Linked DNA regions of Capra hircus: region 2 is linked to region 1. A link is a contact called in public Hi-C data. All regions are on one chromosome and are shown on one strand. The core of a region is the stretch at or near the end of the contact, and the rest is flanking DNA. Distances in the headings are between cores, read along the strand shown. Region 1 overlaps ARMC2 (armadillo repeat-containing protein 2). Region 2 has its middle 29 kb from the start of FOXO3.

Region 1 (6,936 bases), core at 1,208-3,707:
ACTCATTACAGTTCCGGGAAGTGAAACACTTTTTAAAATATTTCAAATAATTGTCCTCAGGTTCCCAACAAGCAAAGATCCAGGATACCAATATTCCCTAAAATTTATAAACAGAAATGCTTCATGAACCATTTCTTCATGTGTAAACTTCGTGATGAGTTTAATTTTAGCAGCTTGTTTATATCAATCTTTTTATTTCATAATTTAAACTCCCAATTTGGGGGTGGAGGGCCAGAAGAAGAAGAAATAAGATGGCTTTCATATGTAAAGAACCTCTCAGTATAAATTCACCGAAGCAGTCCTTAGAGGAAAAGATGGCATCGTAGCACTGCCTTTTCATAAAGTTTTAATTTGGAAGTTCTTCAAGAGTATAAGCTTTCACACTGGAATGTCTCTGGCTGGGCAGCTTGGGTAGTTTTGAAATCTCTGTTTCTTGGGAACTCTGTGGTTTTTGAAACAGAACAGATATTCCTCCAGGGCAGTTTAGGGCAACCAGGCAGCGGGAAGGACTCAGCAGTCCTCGCCAGACAGTAGGGCTGGAGGGAGAGTTTTCCGGAATGAATGAATGCCTACTGTTTTCCATCATTGAGTCATTTGGTTGGAGAGGTCAGGTCTAGAGAGAAAGAGTCTGATTGCCTGAGGTGAGGCCATGAGCCTGCCGCTGGCTGTTGGGGGGGTGGAGGATGGAAGTGGGGGTGGTGACAGGAAGTTTCTACCAGGAAGAACCTTCAGGAACTCCTTCAGCCTTCTCAGTGGCAGGACAGGGTGTCTCCAATTACTGAACATACTGGAGGAAATGAAATTCACAAGAGGCAAGAGGGTTTTGTTGCAGTGAGGGGACAGATGGGTCCACTTTTGAGAAGGGGAAGCTGCTCAGAATCACACGTTCCCTGTCCACTTCATCTATGCTGATATATCCTCAGGGTCCTCCAGCCCAAGAAGATGGCCATGTCATATGATCCTGACCATCCTCAGTCATCCTTGCAGCAGTGGACAGAGTGAGTCACTCAGGATACTTTGGGCTGCATGGAGAGCCTCACCTGGCTCACACAATACAGGAAAGATTATTTCACACAGCAAGTCATCCTGAGACAGGATGGCTTGGTTGAGTCAGAGGCTAAGCAATATTATCAAGGACCCAGATGAATTCCACCTTTCTGCTTTGTCATTATAAGTGTGTCAGTCCTGGTACGGTGGCAGCAGTTCCAGTGTTCAGATCCCCACATACCACCATCCAGAGACAGAAAAGGGGCTCATTGTGTCCCTGTGTCTCTCTAAGAGCTAAGAAACCTTTCTCGGAAGGCCCTCAGCAGATGTCTTTTTTGTGCCTCATTGGTCAGAATTGGGTCATGTGCCTTCTGGGGCCAGTTACCATGAAGGAAAATGGCATTGCCACAACTGGCTTAATCGAGATATGAGGCCAGCCTTCCCTAAACCTTGTGGCCACAAAGAGTAAAATCGACAACTGAAAAAAGTTGGGTGAAATTTTGCGGACAACTGTCACATTGGTGGCTCCTTATATTTGAGAAATTCCACACATTATGAGTCCCAGATGGAAACGGAACTCTCCTTCCTGATTGGCAGGAAGGCTTGGGTGCAGGCATGTTACCTGGACTCCACCAACCAGATACACCTGCTCAAGACTTGAATTTAGAACTGAGCAAAGGCAGGAACTAGGGGCCAGCAGTTTCTTTTTTCCAATGAAGATGGGGGAACCTTTTGGGTAGACAACGCAGTTTTTAGAAACAGCTGAGTGGTAACATCTCGTGCATCACATCCATGTTACAGTGAGCAGTGGCCACAGATCTTCACTGGAGCAGTTTGGTAGTATAATTTGGGTATTCTTCCAGGTTATATAGTCTTCAAGCCTGGCTTTCCAGCCCTCCTGGGGGTCCTGTGAGCTCCCAGAGTCCATAAATAAACTCCTTTCTAGCTTAAACTAGCTGGAGATGGTCCTGTTGTTCATCACCAGGAACTCTGCAAGGAAGAAATAAAGAATGGCTGTGGGGTAGACAAAACCGTGTCTACTACAGTAGGGCATCAGTAGGTAATTGGGGGACTTCTTTGACGGTCCAGTGGTTAAGACTCTGCACTCCAAATGCAGGAGATTCTGGTTTGATCCCTGGTCAGGGAAATAGATCCAGTAAGCTGCAACTAAGACTCAGAGCAGTCAAAAAAATAAATACTTTTAAAAAAAAGTAGGTAGTCAGCACTGCGAATTACCAGGGGGCTGGATTTTGTGGGGCCACACCCCCCTTAGAGAAAATACCACATGAACAACACCCCAGGAGCTGTGCCTTGCTGCCAGATCTGGCTTCCTTTCTCAGTTGTCCTCCTTGGGATGACTTCAGGATTACTACTTTTCCTCTGGAAATCTGCTCTTACTGCCTTTCTCTTTAAGCAGTTTCAAATGGCTTCATACTCTGAGAATTCCCGTCGCCCTTCCCCGGGCCTAATGGGTAGGTGTAACTTAATACTGTGTGGAAGAAATCACAGACCAGGCTAGCCAAGTCAAGTCAAGCATAAATAAAAAGGTTAAGAAAAAAGAGATGCATGACATAGTCATACGCATGACTGTATCTCCTCTTACAAATAACCAAAAGGTAAGGAACTTGGCTTGCAATTTATTTAACATTTTTATTAAGCCAACAAATAAATTTATGGTAACATTAAGGAAACTTTCAACAGCAGAAGAAAAAAACTGCATTTACAATTCTGCCCCTCTCCCTGCCTCAACAGAACTACTTGTGCCTCTTAACACTGTCTTATTTGCATATACCTGTGCTTTTCATTAGGTGGGGTGGTGGTGGTGCTTTAGCTGCAAAGTCGTGTCCGACTCTTGCGATCCCATGGACTGTAGCCTGTTAGGCTCCTCTGTCCGTGGGATTCTCCAGGCAAGAATAGTGGAGTGGGTTGCCATTTCCTTCTCCAGAGGATCTTCCCGACCTAGAAACTGAACCCAGGTCTCCTGCACTGCAGGCAGATTCTTTACCAACTGAGCAATGAGGGAATCCCCCCATTAAGTGGGTACCTCACATTTTACCTAATCATCAACCACCTTCAGTAGATATTTAGGAGGCTTCCAAGCTTACAAACGTTCTTATAATAATTTTGCATTAAGCAGGTGTAAAACATTGTTCTTCCGATGAATAATGCCAATCATTGAATCAGATAAACACTTTGAATGGCTTTGCCTGGCACTGCTGATTTGCATTGCCATCAGCAGCACACATGTGGGCCATTTTTGCTCCAACACTGCCAGCAGCGAGTATGTTTAAAATATCTTATTAATTTAATAGAAGTAAAATGCAACCTTATTGCTTTTATTTTGTATATTTTAAGTATTATTTAGGTTTTCCTGTGACTCTGATTGTGAAGACTCCCTTGTTCACTGTTATCATAGAATGTTCCAAGACAGAGTCAGCACCAGGCTCCTGGGTTGTAAATGTAATAATGGTGTTCACATTATCAAGAATGTTTCAGAAAGTGCCATGTGGTTTTTTTCAGGAGCTGGTTTTAGGCAGAATTAATCCTTTTAGAGAGTTATTATATTGGATTGTCCTAGTTATGTCAAAGGATGGCCTGGGGGAGGGGATTTCTTCATTTGTTTGAACATTGCTGAACATTTAATTTCAAATTTTCTGCTTAGGGCATAATGAAAAATGTTCACTGAATTTGTGGCAATAAATGTAAACTGCATTTTTGACATTTGAAAAATTTAAAATAGGTTAATATTACAGAATTACGTTGGTTCTCTGTAACATCCCTTCCCCAAAATAGAACTGCTATTTTTTAGATAAATTATACCTCTTTTTCTCTTATTTTCTCTGCTGCTAACATAAGCAGTCACTTAAAAAAAAATTAGCCATTAAAAGAAATTTACATTTTGGCGAACATGGCTTAATTTTGAATGCTAGTATAGAATTTCTCACAGAGAGCTGGGGTCCTGAAAAACAGAATGTTCTTTTTTGAACTGCACTTTGGAAAGGGAGAGTAATTGTAACTCTTGCTTTTCCAGTCCATGCCATCTTGGGGGAGGATAAACAAAAAGTAACAAAAATAGTTTTAGGCTCCAAGTGTCCATCAATGGAAATGCTAAAACCCATGTGCTCTAAGTTCTCTTCCCCAGGAGATGACCCTCTGGATAAGCTGCATCATGGTAGCCATTTAAGGTGCTCCCACTTGGTGCCCCCTGGTGGCCTCAGGGTGCAACTGCGGCCTCAACTTAAACCTTTTGCCCCAAAGCCACCAGCCCTTCCTTGCTGCCCGCATCTTCATGTCCACCTTGGGTGTCAGCTGAAGCCCTTCTCGCTGAGAAGGAAAGGGATTTGTTTCTTTAATGCATTATGGCAACCACTGTGCACTCTCTGGTAAGCTTGTACCTTCAGAATCTTACAGCCCATTTTCCTGATCTCTGTTCAGTTTCCCTAGGCCCTGGATCAAAGGACATTTACGTGACACAATGTATTATTGCCTCACAAAAGTCTCTCACTCCTCTTCAACAGCTGGAATAACTTGGAGAGTCATAACCAAAAGAATGAAGTTTGGCCATTACCTACACCATACAAGAATTGACTCAGGTGGACCAAAGACTTTACAATGTAAGAGTTAAAATCATAAAACTCTTAGAAGAAAAGAGGAGAAAAATCTTCATGCCCTTGGATTTGGCAATGGATTCTTGGATATGACACCAAAAGCTTAAGCAAAAGAAAACTAGTCTTGACTAGGAGTATGGGCGGCCACTCTGTTCAGTTCAGTAGCTCAATCATGTCCAACTAATTGCGACCCCATGGACTGCAGTATGCCAGACTTCCCTGTCCGTCACCAACTCCTAGAGCTTGCTCAAATTCATGTCCATCAAGCGGTGATGCCATCCAACCATCTCATCCTCTGTTGTCATCTTCTTCTTTTGCCTTCAATTTTCCCCAGCATCAGGGTCTTTTCCAATGAGTCAGTTCTTCACATCAGGTGGTCAAAGTATTAGAGTTTCAGTGTCAACATCAGTCCTTCCAATGAATATTCAGTTCTGATTTCCTTTAGGATGGACTGGTTGGATCTCCTTGCAGTCCAATGGACTCTCAAGAGTTTTTTCTAACACCACAGTTCAAAAGCATCAATTCTTCAACACTCAGTTTTCTTTATAGTCCAACTCTCACATCCATACATGATTACTGGAAAAACCATAGCTTTGACTAGATGGACCTTTGTTGGCAAAGTAATGCCTCTGCTTTTGAATATGCTATCTAGGTTGGTCATAGCATTTCTTCCAAGTAGCAAGCATCATTTAATTTCATGGCTTCAGTCACCATCTGCAGTAATTTGGGAACCCGGAAAAATGAAGTCTGTCACTGTTTCCCTTGTTTCCTCATCTATTTGCCATGAAGTGATGGGACCAGAGGCCATGATCTTAGTTTTCAGAATGTTAAGTTTTAAGCCAACTTTTTCACTCTCCTCTTTCACTTTCATTAAGAGGCTCTTTAGTTCTTCTTCACTTTCTGCCATAAGGGTGTCATCTGCGTACTTGAAGTTATTGATATTTCTCCCGCCAACCTTGATTCCAGCTTGTACTTCATCCAGCCCAGCATTTCACATGATGTACTCTGCATATAAGTTAAATAAACAGGGTGACAATATACACCCTTGGCGTACTCCTTTTCCTATTTGGAACCAATTTGTTGTCCCATGTCCAGTTCTAACTGTTGCTTCCTACCTACATACAGATTTCTCAAGAGGCAGGTCAGGTGGTCTGGTATTCCCATCTCTTGAAGAATTTTCCACAGTTTGTTGTGATCCACACAGTCAAAGGCTTTGGCATAGTCAATAAAGCAGAAGTAGATGTTTTTCTGGAACTCTCTTGCTATTTTGCTGATCCAGTGAATGTTGGCAATTTGATCTCTGGTTCCTCTGCCTTTTCTAAAACCAGCTTGAACATCTGGAAGTTCACAGTTCACATACTGTTGAAGCCTGGCTTGGAGAATTTTGAGTATTACTTTGCTAGCATTTGAGATGAATGTAATTGTGTGGTAGTTTGAACATTCTGGCATTGCCTTTCTTTGGGATTGAAATGAAAACTGACCTTTTCCAGTCCTGGGGCCATTGCTGAGTTTTCCATATTTGCTGGCATATTGAGTGCAGCACTTTCACGCATCATCTTTTAGGATCTGAAATAGCTCAACTGGAATTCCATCACCTCCACTAGCTTTGTTTGTAGTGATGCTTCATAAGGCCCACTTGACTTCACATTCCAGGATGTCTGGCTCTAGGTGAGTGATCACATCATCATAGTTTTCCGGGTCATGACGATCTTTTTTGTATAGTTCTTCTGTGTATTCTTACCACCTCTTCTTAATATCTTCTGCTTCTGTTAGGTCCATACCATTTCTGTCCTTTATTGTGCCCACCTATGCATGAAGTATTCCCTTGGTAACTCTAATTTTCTTGAAGAGATCTCTAGTCTTTCCCATTCTATTGCTTTCCTCTATTTCTTTGCAATGATCCCTGAGGAAGGCTTTCTTGTCTCTCCTTGCTGTTCTTTGGAACTCTGCATTCAAATGGGTATATCTTTCCTTTTTTCCTCTGCCTTCTGCTTTCTTCTTTTCTCAGCTATTTGTAAGGCCTCCTCAGACAACCATTTTGCTTTTTTCCCTATCTTTTTCTTGGGGATGGTCTTGATCCCTGCCTCCTGTACAATGTCACAAAACTCTGTCCATAGGCAATCTGTCTATCAGATCTAATCCCTTGAATCTATTTCTCACTTCCACTGTATGATCGTAAGGGATTTGATTTAGGTCATACTTGAATGGTCTAGTGGTTTTCTGTACTTTCTTCAATTTAAGTCTGAATTTGGCAATCAGGAGTTCATGATCTGAGCCACAGTTAGCTGCCAGTCTTGTTTTTGCTGACTATATAGAGCTTCTCCATCTTTGGTTGCAAAGA
Region 2 (6,936 bases), core at 1,593-4,092, 320 kb before region 1:
ATGCAGAAGAAACTACCCTTATAGCAGAAAGCAGAGACGAACTAAAAAGCCTCTTGATGAAGGTGAAAGAGGAGAGTGAAAAAGCTGGTTTAAAACTTAGAATTCAAAAAACTAAGATCATGGCATCTGGTCCCATCACTTTATGACAAATAGATGGGGAAAAAGAGGAAACAGATTTTATTTTCTTGGGCTCCAAAATCACTGTGGACAGTGACTGCAGCCATGAAATTAAAAGACACTTGCTCCTTGGAAGAAAAGCTATGACAAGCCTAGACAGTGTATTAAAAAGTAGAGATGTCACTTTGCTGATAAAGGTCCATTATAGCCAAAGTTATGATTTTTCCAGTAATCATGTGCAGATGTGAGAGTTGGACAGTAAAGAAGGCAGAGTGCTGGAGAATTGCTTTTGAATTGATGCTGAAGAAGACTCTTGGAGTCCCTTGGACAGCAAGGAGATCAAACCAGTCAATTCTAAAGGAAATCAACCTTGAATATTCATTGGAAGGACTGATGCTGAAGCTGAAGCTCCAAAACTTTGGCCACCTGATGCAAAGAGCTGACTCATTGGAAAAGACCCTAATGCTGGGAAAGATTGAGGGCAGGAGGAGAAGGGGATGACAGAGGATGAGATAGTTCGATGGCATCACCGACGCAATGGACATGAGTTTGAACAAACTCTGGGAGATAATGAAGGACAGGGAAGCCTGGCCTGCTGCAGTCCATGGGCTCACAAAGAGTTGGATACAATTTAGTGACTGGACAACAACAACAGGGAACTGAGATCCTGTATGCTACAACTAAGACCCAGCACAGCCAAAATAAATAAATATTATTATAAAAATACTATTTATTATTAAATAAATATTTAAAGTAAAAAAGTTACTGTATAATTCAGCAGTTCCACTCCTAGGTATAATAAATACCCAACTGAAATGAAAATATATGTCCCCACAAAAATTATACATGAATGTTCATAGACAGCATTATCCATGTTAGCCCCAAAGTGAAACAACCCAAATATCCTCCAGCTGATAAACTGATACACATAATGTGGTATATCTGCACAATGGGTTATTATTCAGCATTTAAAACATGAAGTATCAGTACATGCTACAACACGGACAAACCTGGAACAAATTGTGCTAAATGAAAAGCCAGCCACAAAGGCCAACATCCTGTATGATTCCATATATGTGAAATGTCCAGAGTAAGCAAATCCCTAGAGACACAAAGTAGGGACTAGAGGTGGTGGCAGGAATGTGGAATAATTGCTGATGGGTACCGGTTTTTTTCTCTAGGGATGATTTCAGGGGGTCTGAAATGAGAGTGTGGTCATGATTGCACAATTCTGAGAATATACTAAAAACTACCTAACTGTACACTTGGCATGGTAGAATTTTAGGGTATGTGAATTCTATCCCAATAAAGCTGTGAAACATCGTGTACAGATATTCACTAATCATTCATTCATTCATCATTTACTTGCTGTCTCCTCTGCCGGGAGCTGGGCACACCGAAGTGAACGAGACGAACGTTCACCACAATGAGCTGCTGCTCTTCTGGGACAATACACGGGCGTAGTGTAGGGAGTGCCAAAAGGGCAGCTTGCCCAGGTGTCCTGGGAACATTGACAGCACTTAAGTCAGCCAGGAGGTTAGTAAAAGGCAGAGGAAAGGACAGAGCCATGTTGTGTGCTGGGGGAGAGGCTGCAGGGTGACAAGACCCACCCCTCCCGTCCAGGAGATGAACTGAGTGTGGAAACACAGCTCTGATACATGGGGCAGAGTGTGATAGCTACCATGAGAAATGCTGAGTACTTTGGAAATTCAGAAGAGGGAGATACAGTGACTTGAATGTTACTCTTCTGAATGATCAGAGAGAACTGGGATGTAACTTCATTCTCCCAGACTCAATGGTTCATCTTTAGAACCCCAAATTCAGGGTGCATAGTGTGAAAGCTGCTGACGTCACTGAAACATGCCCCTTGTTTTGCACTAATAACCTATCATACTTTTACCAAATTCTGTAGCATGCAGAATATTAAATTCAATTGCTAAAGAAGTAATCAATTGATTTCTGTGGATTAAAATACAGTCTGTAGAATTAAAAGCAATTGCTTATATCTTTGAGGTACTGACATACTCAGATTTAGCAGCACAAAGATAATCCTCAAAATATGAAGAGCTAACATTGTTTGGGGCAAAACAGACATCCAGTGTGTGGGTGAGCTATATCCTCAGGGTGGGACCTCTACACCCTAATAGTGGGGCCTCTGTGATGTAACCCACCCTGGGAGGAGGAAGAAAAGGGGTGGACACCAGTTCCCTCTGGAGGCTGAGCGGGGGCCTGAAGAACCTACCTATGAACTTGGAGGCTGCCGCCGCCCCTGCACTCCCACCCTGGACTCTGGTTGGGGTAGCCCACTTCTCACCCTCAGGTGTCCTCCTGCAGACCTCGCCCCGTGTGTGTGTGTTCTGCAGCAGCGAGAGGCAGGCCCCCAACTCTGGCCCCAGCACAGACCTCCTGCTGTGGGGTGGGACAGCCAATTGTCACTGTGATGCTGTGAAAAAAATGGCTTCATTTCTCTAAGCTGAGTTGTGGGGTCCACAAAGAACATAGGGCGAATGCTCAGGAAACTCCTCTCACTGTAACCGATAGTCTGCCAAAGTTCTGCACACACACCCTTGAGGCCGCTGCGTGGATTCTTGAGGGGCCCACGGATGCTACGTTAAGAACCTGACAGTCAAGGTCACTCCGCGTATGTGTGCAGCAGCGTCTTCCAGGAAGGGAAGGGCTCAGAGTGCTGGCCTGCTCTCTGGAAGGTGACAGGGTCAGGGCCAGGGTGCCCCCCTCGCAGGAGCAGCTGCTGGTAACACTGAGGCTGCAGAGGAGACGGGAGCCCTGCGCTGACCTCCTCCTGTAAGCCAAAGGCCCTCGGCCCCCCAAGAGACCCCTGAGGTATCCTGCAGGTTCAGAGAGAGTGTGGCCTAGGGTCAGCATTATAATCAGCAAATTGTAAGGAAGATCTCGGGCTTCCCTGGTGGCTCAGATGGTAAAGAATCTGCCTGCAATGCAGGAGACCTGGGTTCGATCCCTGTGTTGGGACAATCTCCTGGAGAAGGGAACGGCTACCCACTCCAGTATTCTGGCCTGGAGAATTCCATGGACCAAATAGTCCTTGGGGTCTCAAAGAGTCAGACACAGCTGAGTGACATTCACTCACTCACTCACTCACTCAAATAAGATCTTACAGTTCTTCAATACGGTTTCCCTTACAGGAACGACCTTTCAAACAGTAGAGTGAACCACTGATACTGTTTTCTAGATAATGGTATAGGATGATTTCTATACTGTGTGTTCCCCAAACCTACTGAACCAGAGGAATCACCTGGGAAGCTTCATACAGATTATTGGACCCCACCCCAAACTTAATGAATCTGAATCTTCAGCGGAGGGGCCTGGGAATCTGTACTTCAAAGAAGTGCTCTCAGAGAAACTGTGGTTAACTGAAATTGAGAAAGACTCCATACGTTTAATGTTCCTAAAGAAATTAGCCAAGAAATCAAAAAATACTCAGAATTTACACACCTCAAATATTTTTTAATGTATCTATTAATTTTACCACATTTTTCTGTAACCCAAGGCATCTTTTAAAACACAGAAATTAATTTGAATAGGAGTTTAAAGTTGCCTGGTAGCCTCATACATCTGATTTCCTTGGACCAGTTACCACTCTCTTATATTCCTCTGTCTGTCTGTTTCCCTCCCCCTCTCTTTTTTCCCCCATAAGTGGATTTAGGATAATCTTAAGTTGGACCATTTCATCAAAATGACCTTATAGCAAGTATTTTAAGAGGACCTGGGTAAGGTTGCTCACTCGACGTGTGCTTGGTGATCGCAGCAGCCCTGACCCTTGCATTTGTTGGTGGGAGGAGCAGGAAGGGGACACCTGTTAACAAATCGCCATAAAAATAAACAAGGAGACATCAGGGTGTTTAGTGCTGAGACAAAAAGGAAGGGTGATGTGGTGGAAAGTGCCTGAGCACCCCTCAGTTAGGAGCTAAGAGAAGCCCTCTGAGCAGGGATCTGAGTGCATCTGAGTACATCCCCGAATGACACGGGACCAGCCGTGTAACCCTCCAGGGAGGGCATTCTGGACAGAGGGAAGCTACTGCAAGGACCCTAAGGTTAAGGACCACACTACTGATGTGGGAGGAAGAGGAAGAACATCTGTGAGTCCACAGCTCATGACCGTCTTCCCATGAGGCAAACAGTTTTATTAAAGCCTAGTGTATCTGGAGTACTATTACAACGTCCCAGCCCACCACCTGTGGAATTTTTTAGTTTGTCCTTGAGAGTGATCTGGTGAGCTTTCCATCCTCCACCTATACTTTCTCCCTACAGGCCCTCCTCATTGACGAAGGGCTTCCCTGGTGGCTCAAACGATGAAGAATCTGCCTGCAACGCGGGAGACCTGGGTTTGATCCCTGGGTCAGGAAGATCGCTGGCGAAGGGAATGGCAACCAACTCTAGTGTTCTTGCCTGGAGAATTCCATGGACAGAAGAGCCTCGTGGGGTACAGTCCATGGGATCTCAAAGACTCAGACACAAACGAGCGACTTTCACTTTTCTAAAGGCCACTTCATCCTCTTCTCTCTCTCCTTTCTCCTTGTTTCAATGGTACAAAAACCTATGCCACTGAACAAAATGCCGCCTCCCCCAGGAAGCCTTTCACAATCCTAGGGAGAATGAACAAGAACACAGGGTCTTTTACTCCTTTCTCCTACACCTTTTCTAGCATTTCTTCAGCAGCTCCTACTTCATTCTGCCCTGGGTTGTATGCCATCCCATGTTTATACATCCCTCAGGCCAGTACCGGAGAAGGCAATGGCACCCCACTCCAGAACTCTTGCCTGGAAAATCCCATGGACGGAGGAGCCTGGTAGGATGCAGTCCGTGGGCTCGCTAAGTCGGACACGACTGAGCAACTTCACTTTCACTTTTCACTTTCACGCACTGGAGAAGGAAATGGCAACCCACTCTAGTGTTCTTGCCTGGAGAATCCCAGGGACGGGGGAGCCTGGTGGGCTGCCGTCTATGGGGTTGCACAGAGTTGGACACAACTGAAGCAACTTAGCAGCAGCAGCAGCAGCAGGCCAGTACATGAGGAAGGCTCAAGAACAGGGCCTGGGATTTATTCCTATCTGAGCCCTACCCCACATCTGGGTCTGCATGGGCATCAGCACATCCCAGAGCTTCCAGCTGGCAGAATGCCGGCATCCATTCATCTAGCATCATGGAGCAGCCGACCCTGTGCCGGGTTCCTGGGAGGGATGGGAAGGTCCAGGCCAGCCCCGTTCCTAGGAAGCTTAGAAATCCATGGCAGCAAGACTAGCATCCTCAAAGTCCTACCAGAGGGCAGCGGTCTCCAAACTGGGGAGAATACACACTACCAGGGCACATGACAGGTCCTGAGATGCAGGAAAAAAGTACAGGAAGTTCTGTTTTGTTGGAAAGCATATTAAAATTTAGAAATAAGCCAAAAACTTAGAAATGAAAAGTGTTTTACTCTTTTTCACAACCAGGCTTTCCCTTAGCCCCTCTCGAGGCCTGCTGGCAGGCACCCAGAGCCATGTGACTTGTCCTCGGGGCGAGGTGGCAGCCACAGTGCTGAGACTTGACAGGCTTGTCCATCCACCAGCAGTGAATCACCTTGTGCTACAGTTCAGTGTTCCAGGGTGTCAGTGACATGGTTACTTTTATAAAGACAGCTTTCAGTAGCAGGATCTTCACAGAGTTTTGTAAATGAAATGGTGGAGGATTGATGTGGCCACAAAAAGCTTTGGTTCCACATAGAGGCTTTTGGATTGCTCATGGCAAAGTGCTTAAAAGAATTTTGGGACTTAAAGATGAGTTATACATTTTTCTTTGACAAAGAAAAAAAAACTTAATTGTTCTAAATTTGCCAACCATTCCTGTGATAAGTAGTTTAGTAGTTTTCTGCTAATGAGTATTTTTCGAATCAGTACCTTGAAGGAATGAGTGATGTTTTAAAAATCAGAGTGAGAAAGAAGCAGCTTTACAACAGCTGTAACTGCTGCTATAAAGAGAACATTTCGAACATGTCTGTGAATATTGCATCAAGATGTGATTTGTGGCCAAAAATGATGTCACTTATAAAAATTCCCACATCTGCACACTTACAAAACATGAAATTTCATGAGCTTCCAAATTAAGGGTTCATTTTTTTTTTTAACCTTTTGGCAACTTTGTGTAAATGGTGCATGGAACTGAAAAAACTAGTGTCAGGAATTAGGAGGTGCAGCCATTAATATAATTTGTCTAAATTGAATCGACATTTGAGTATTTGTTTTGCTATAACAGCCATTAAAACCAAGTGTAGATGTAAATTTAAGACTAGGCCTTTGAATCATGAAGTATTAAGCTGGAATTTTTAGAAACAGAATAAGGTATTTCCAATCACAGACTTGATGGCAAAAAGCTTTTCGAACCCTGTTAATAGATAAAACATAAAACCCTAATTTTTCTTTTAGTTCAGCTTTCGAAAACATGTTTGCTCTATGATGAACAATATACTGCTACATTAGTAGAAGCTGTATTGGTAGCAAAATATGTATCATGTTTATTGATTGAGGTAGATGATGGAAAACACTGGAGACCACCCATTAGTGTGCACACTTGTATGGGCCACGTCCCCGGCATCTGTTTCTTTTCTTCCGTCAAAATTCAGGGTCCCATTTTCTGTGACCATGCCCCATGTCGTTTTGCGGCAGCCAGGCGTGCTGTACGAGACTGATCACAGCCCAGCTCCAGGAGTGGTCCCTGTTTGGTTTACACCAATCAGAGGAGCCCATTCCCCTTGGGCATTGTGACTGACTTAGGGATGAGGCTGCCTGGTCCTCACAGAGAGGAGAA

The links. A called contact is a pair of places that touch in the nucleus more often than the background predicts.
Region 2: a Hi-C map of blood shows a contact between it and region 1, with 4 times the contacts expected there. The contact joins two enhancer-like sites. A contact is called at or near these places in 2 of 5 Hi-C or Micro-C datasets (both in blood).

Annotation. Positions count from the first base shown.
Region 1 is chr9:28,623,807-28,630,742 of ARS1.2, reverse strand. The region is part of intron 2 of ARMC2 (armadillo repeat-containing protein 2); the gene reads left to right. Among named protein-coding and RNA genes, the nearest start is that of ARMC2, 20 kb to the left of the region's middle. Within about 2 kb of position 2,457, at least 3 of the 5 cell types and tissues checked have an H3K27ac peak or open chromatin away from gene starts, as enhancers often do.
Region 2 is chr9:28,941,662-28,948,597 of ARS1.2, reverse strand. No RefSeq gene overlaps it. Among named protein-coding and RNA genes, the nearest start is that of FOXO3, 29 kb to the right of the region's middle. Within about 2 kb of position 2,842, at least 1 of the 5 cell types and tissues checked has an H3K27ac peak or open chromatin away from gene starts, as enhancers often do.